Regions from separate parts of the Mus musculus genome. Here region 2 is linked to region 1. The links are chromatin contacts, called in public HiChIP or PLAC-seq maps. All regions are on one chromosome and are shown on one strand. Each heading gives the region's core, a stretch centred on a gene start, on an enhancer-like site or on the middle of the called end of the contact. The rest is flanking DNA. Distances are from core to core; before and after follow the strand shown. Region 1 holds the start of Rundc3b (RUN domain containing 3B). Region 2 holds the start of Elapor2 (endosome-lysosome associated apoptosis and autophagy regulator family member 2).

Evidence for each region. HiChIP or PLAC-seq counts read pairs in DNA pulled down with a chosen protein or histone mark.
Region 2: an H3K4me3 HiChIP or PLAC-seq map of embryonic forebrain shows a contact between it and region 1, with 5 times the contacts expected there. The contact joins the promoter of Elapor2 here to the promoter of Rundc3b in region 1. A contact is called at or near these places in 2 of 39 promoter capture datasets (the 3T3-L1 cell line and pre-B cells) and 1 of 115 datasets of contacts at active chromatin or transcription factors (embryonic forebrain).

Annotation. Positions count from the first base shown.
Region 1 is chr5:8,621,226-8,624,452 of GRCm38.p6, reverse strand. It overlaps Rundc3b (RUN domain containing 3B), which reads left to right and starts at 1,501. Exons shown (of 11, transcript NM_001347311.1): 1 at 1,501-1,965. The coding sequence starts at 1,841. The region is part of intron 2 of Abcb1a (ATP-binding cassette, sub-family B (MDR/TAP), member 1A); the gene reads right to left.
Region 2 is chr5:9,264,405-9,267,684 of GRCm38.p6, reverse strand. Elapor2 (endosome-lysosome associated apoptosis and autophagy regulator family member 2) reads right to left here and starts at 1,567. Exons shown (of 22, transcript NM_172706.4): 1 at 1,229-1,567. The coding sequence starts at 1,414.

The DNA.
Region 1 (3,227 bases), core at 252-2,751:
TTAGCTCTGAGCCCCATTTTTTAATGGGGTTATTTGATTTTCTGGAGTCCACCTTCTTGAGTTTTTTATATATATTGAATATTAGTCCCCTATCTGATTTAGGATAGGTAAAGATCCTTTCCCAATCTTTTGGTGGCCTTTTTGTCTTATTGGCAGTGTCTTTTGCCTTACAGAAGCTTTGCAATTTTATGAGGTCCCATTTGTCAATTCTTGATCTTACAGCACAAGCCATTGCTCTTCTATTCAGGAATTTTCCCCCTGTGCATATCTTTGAGGCTTTCCCTCACTTTCTCCTCTATAAGTTTCAGTGTCTCTGGTTTTATGTGGAGTTCCTTGATCCACTTAGACTTGACCTTAGTACAAGGAGATAGGAATGGATCAATTTGCATTCTTCTACATGATAACCTCCAGTTGTGCCAGCACCATTTGTTGAAAATGCTGTCTTTTTTTCCACTGGATGGTTTTAGCTCCCTTGTAGAAATTTTCTTAATAATTAATTTTTATTTTAACATAATTATATTTAAGAGGTAGAGGTGAGACTTTGTCCTGATTTTAGATTTTCAAAATTTAAAAACAAACAAACAAACAAACAAAACCTGAAGTCTGGACATACTTACAGGCAGTCTGAGGTGAATGTCAGAGGTCAGGGTCTCAAGCCCGTAGCCTCCCATAGGTAAAGCCAGAGGTAAAGCCAGAGAAGTAGAGACTACAAAGTGGTCCTCCCAAGGGGCTTATTGGGACTCCAAGGCAGGATTTCCCTCTGCCCTTGACAAACCTCCTCCATGGCTCACGAGCTGCAATTCAGTTCAGATCTCACTGCACAGAACCCAAGACTGGACATCCCCACTACACTCGTTTTTCTATGGTCAATGTGGTTTCAAGGCTGTGCTGGACACTGAGTAAGATGAGGTGAATTCTGACCAGATTCACGGGAAGAGAAATGCCATGGGCGCACTCCCTGATGCCACTGTGTCGTTGTTTGTCAGGTTCAAAGGGGGCGTTTGGGACAAATGGAACTCTTCTTCTATTCTAGGTAACCCCCACTTCCCACCCCACCCAACTATGGCATTCTCCTGCTGAGGCTACTGAAGCCTCAGGACCAGGAATCTGCCATGAACTTAGCCTTGTCAGGGTGACTATGGACCACAGTCACCGTGGAGTAGGCACAGCAAAGCCGGCTTTCCAAGCCAAGGCTGCCTCGCCGGGCTCACCAAGGTGCTGCACGAGCCGACCCGCGTTCTGACAGAGGCCCACGCGCCAGGGCGGGGCTTAAGCGAGCCTCTTTAAAAGCTCCTGGGGCGGGTCCCGCCCCCACCTCTCGTCATTGGCTCTCTCCGTAGCGGCCTTGTTCCCATAGGTGCAGGGGGCGGGGGCTGAGTGAGACAGGCGTGGGGAGGGGGGCTTCACCTCAGCGGCTCCGCCCTGCTGGAAGAATGACGTGCGGTTAGGCCTGCGGGGTGACAGGCTCGCCCGGGCGCTGGTGCGGCGTCCCTGGAGACTCGGAGCCCGCCCTCCCGCCCGCCCGCCCGCGCGCGCTTCTCTCGTGGACGGCGGCGGCGGCGCGCGCGCGCGCGAGCGAGGGTGGAGGTGGCTCGTGCGTGCGTGTGAGTGAGCGCGTGTGTATGTGTGAGAGAGCGTGTGTGAGTGTGTGTGCACGCGCGCGTGGAGCCTGGGTACCGGTGCCCGACTGACTGCCTTCCACACCCTGCCTACTCCGCGCCTCCTTCCTCGCCTCTCTCCCGCCCGGCGGGCTGCCATCGTTGAGAGAAGGCCGGGGGACACAGGTGTGCGAGGCTTGCGGGACCGCTGGAGACAAAGGGGGCGCGGAGGTGAGCCCGCCATGGCCTCCCGGAGCCTGGGGGGCCTGAGCGGGAGCCGCGGCGGCGGCGGCGGCGGCGGCGGCAAGAAGAGCCTGAGCGCCCGCAACGCTGCGGTGGAGAGGAGGAACCTGATCACCGTGTGCAGGTGCGGGGCTGCGGGCGCCGGGCTGAGGGAGGTGCTGGGGCTCGGCGCTGCGGCCCGTGCCGCGCGTGTCCGCGGGCCAGCGGGGCCCTGCAGAGGGGCGGGAGCCTCTCCCCGCGAGGCCGTGGGCTAGCCCTCGCGTCTCAGGGTCCTCGCTTGGAGGCTGCCCGGGGAGGGCCGGGGCGGAGCCGGGGAGGAACCGTTTGGAACCGGCCAGCTTGCGTCTGAGGAGAAGAGGGCGGAGGAAGAGCAGCATCCAGCTGCTGTAGTAGTTACTGAGATGTCCCCAAATCCCTGTGCGTTCTCTTGCTGTCGCTTGTTGGCGTACGCATTTTCACTCCTCTCCCTCGGCCCTTATCTGTATTGGGTATCTAAGTCTTGTCAACTACAGTGCTTGTGCAATTGTGGAAGACTCCTGGTCAGTCCTTTTGGGCATTTATTTAAGTGCTTCCTGGTTGTAAATGTAGCCCTTCCTCCAGGAATTATAGAAATAGATCATCACTATCTATAAATCAAGAATTCAGAAAAAAACTGATTTTGAACAAGCTGATAAATTTTCTTTAAGTCTTATAATATTCTAGGCATCCATCTCTTAGTAACTACTCAGAGCCAATACGCTCTGTTAAAAATGATTTTGTTCCATCATACTGGTTAATCATCAACTACTGATAATTCTCTTGTTATCAGGTAAATGATGAAACCTTTCCTGCCTCTCTGGCTTATGTCTATTTTTTTTTTTCCTTATGTAAAATCGTGGCTAGCATCTTAAGCAGATTGCAGATATCTGTAGTAGGAATGACATTCAGTATTTAAGCAACTTTTAAAAAGTTGGATTCTAATGAATGCTCATCTTTCAGGAAGAGCTTTGCTCACAGTTTGCATTGTAAGTGGTAAAGTAATATAGACTATATTTATCATTTGTGCTGTGTAGAATACAAGCTTTTGGGACAGATGGGCTTTATTACATTGTTTTAAATTGAGGCAAATTTCTATGTTAGATTCATAGAAAAATAAGCTAGTTGGGTAGTCTTATCTTTTAAAGATATTAAAATTATTTTTTTAAAGAAATGAGTTTCAAAGCAGGTTCCAGCCTAACCTGTGCTTCTTGAATCATTTATGCTGCATCAGAGCTTCAGCGGACTCAAACTTCCCGATGGTTTAACATTGGAAGGTGGACCAAGTTGATCTAGTGGAAATGTAACGAGCTCATAACAAATGTTGTCATTAGTTAGTGTCTTAGTACCATCTCCTCATTATCTTCATTG
Region 2 (3,280 bases), core at 318-2,817, 640 kb before region 1:
ACTAGCACAAGCTGAAATTATGCACAGCTGTTTGTTTGCCAAGACTTTGCCCCGATTCACTAGCTACAGTACAGCTGCATATTCACACCCAAGCTTGCCATCTGACTTTCCATCATTGTGGGCTGCCCTGGGGCATGTATTGTAAGAGAAGAAGATGAAAACCCAGGGATGATGGATGGTGTCTAAAAGGAGGATACTCTCATTCCGAAGTGGTTCCAGCAAGCACAGAAACAGAATCTTGCCGTTCTTCTCAAAAGAAGCTAATGGCTAACCTATTTTTGCTGGATACCTATAAAGAACCTGTCACCCTGATTCCTAGCAATCTTCCTTAAAACAGCGTGTGTGCCTCACCTCTTCTCCAACAGAATCACTCAAAGTAGGTCAGAAATGTTACTTCCTTCCCCTCATTGATTTTCATTAAAAGAAGGCACTTTCTGGAGCATGAAAGGCAAAGGTAAACACACAAAGCAACTTCCAGTGACACCCTCTAGAAATTGTTGGCACAGTAAGTCTCGTTTTTCCCAAAAGCAGGAGAAAGATCTAATCACCCAGAATGTACCCTTCTTGGCTATAAAGCAGCAGTGATCTTAAACTGTAAAGTACTCAGCTACAGGACTTCAACCAGGTGAAGAACCTCCCCAAAGGAACATATTTGCTTTGCCCATTCTAATTTTCTACATCACCAACCCGCCTCTTTCCTAAGTACTTTCTTCTCTGCCTTCTTCACATCCATGTCTTGCCAGAATGTCAAGAGACCACACTGTTCTGTATTTGAAAGCTGAGAGCTTGAGAATTGGATGAAAGCATTTGTGGAGACTGGGGAGCAGAGAAATCAGGAGAGGGAGGGTGAGTATCTAGGTCTCTCAAAAGCTATAAAGCCTTAGTTTTCTAAATCCTATGGGGCAGGGCTTCCCCAGTCTCCTCCCCTTCCTGAAATTTCTTTCTCAAACCCAGGTCCTGAGACCTGGCTCTCCAAAGGGGGCGCAGCAAAGTCCTTCAGAAACCCCCAAACACCAGCACGGAGAGAAATACACCACCAGAAAGACAGAAAGCCTCTACACCCGCTCCTAGCCAGCTAGCAGGGGCGAGCAACTTCATCCCTGGGCAAAACGAACGCCCCTGTCCTCCAAACCCGAAAAAGGTGATGGTCACTCTGAGCCCAGGTCCCCGAGATCGCCCCACCCCACACCCCGCCTCAAACTCCAAGTGGGGACCCGGTGCTGCTCACCTCTTGGCACGCAGGAAGCGGGCGGCCAGAGGAGGACGAGTCTCCAGCCCAAACTGCCTGGCAGCCTGCGAGCGCCCAGCAGCAAATCCAGGCGGGGCTCCAGGGCAGCGAGAGCGCGCGGCGGGGACCCCCGGCCGGTCGCCCCCGATCCCTGCCTTTCGCCCGCCGCAGGGTGAGCAGCAGCATCCCGGCACTGAATGGACTCCGGCGAGGAGTCTGGGAAGCGAGGACCGTGCTCTTGCCTCCTCTGGGCTCAGCTCAACTGGGCTGATCTGCACGCTTACAGCTCGGCCGCTCGCAGCGCGGGCAGCCGGCGCCCGAGCTCCCGTCACGCCAGAGGGAGGGACCGTGGGACGCGGGCGCGGCGCGGGGGCGGGACGTGGGGCGGGGACGCGGGAGCCGGGAGCAGGTGGCGCGGGCTGCGGCTGAGGCCCAGCCCAGCACGCGTGGAGCGGTGGCGCTGCCAACCGCGCAGGAGCCTTGTGACAAGATTGAGGGATTCAGAGAGACCAGAGACTCCGGAGTGTCGCTCCTCTCTAGACCCCTGTCGACACCCTAGGGATATCTCTTATAAGGATCCACGCCTCAGAATGAATTTCTACAAGATTAGGGTTTGCTGAAATGGCAGAGAGGAAAGAGGCCTGAGGTTTGTAGTATTGAGCTCGGTTATCTCATCTATTTAATGAAAATGATAACAGTAGCCACCACGTGAGGTCGCCATGCGGGTTAATTAAGTTGATGTGCACAAAGCTCTTGGAAGGGTGCCTGCCTCACAGTAGATGGGAAAAAAGTGGTGGTACCAAACCTACTTCCTGCTGATTTAGGTATTATTTCATACAGATGTGTAGCTTTTGGCGAACAAACCTTTTTGCTTCTGGGAAAGCATTTATCCTGTACAAAAGCTGCAGTGGTGGTCTATTTTATGTGACCCACACGCACACACTAGGCAGTGAAGGGTGATATGTCAATGGGAGGAGCTCAAGGATCCTCTGACCCAACTGACACACTAAATATAAATGGACCTGAATATGTCTGCAGCAGCTACGTTCACTCAAATATATATACATTTCCTTTCGGTTTTCTTCCACTTACAGTTTAGGAGTAGCCAAACAGGTAGGTGGCTCTGTTATCGCTTCGGTTTTTATTTCCTTTGTTTGTTTTTTTATTCTTTAATCCACCAAGAATTTATGTGAGCCAAATTTATATTATCTTTGTCAACAATTAACCATATGTCTATGAATTAAAAACACTTTCTTTATTAAAACAAAGCCCATTTTATTCAACATAAGTAGATTAAAGTACAGATTTGCCTAAATAGCATTCTTTGTAACTCTCAATTAATAATTTCCTCTTAAAGGATTAAACAGCTTAGAGTTACTAAGTATACATTGCTTTTCTTTTGTGCAGGGTACATCAGAGGTGAACTTCAGTAACACACAACAGTCACAGAACTACATCAACAGCACCACAGCTACAGGCATACGTTCTACATAGATTTTTCTTCTTGCAAGTAAACCAGATTGCAATATTAAATGACCAAAAAATTTAAATCCTCTAAGCACAAAAATGTTAGTAAGTATGAATTCAAGTAGCGAATGTTTGAAACATAAATTTTATGTAAGCGGAATGAAATATTATAAAAGTGTTTCTATATGAACCTCGGAATGAGAACAATTCTAGAAAATGTGCGTGTGGATTATGCACTCCGGAACACGGATATTCTTGAAAACAATTTGACAGCATACTAAAATATTTTTACTCAGTCAGGGAACATGATGGAAGAGGAGACCAAACAAATATAAGAGCCAGAAGGAAGATAAAGAGGAGGGCTGCCTCAGGCTATCTCTAAGTACCACATAGCCTTCACAGTCCTGAATTCACATCAGCCACGCCCAGTGCACTGGGCTGTTAACAGGAAATCATGGGTCCCAGGGGACTGTAGCTCTCCTTCATGAACTATTGACTACTGATGAATTCTGGAGGAGGGACAGTTATTGCGTTCACTTGTGTCCCCAGAAGTGAGCCCACCAGGTGAATGTGTGAGCTACCAAC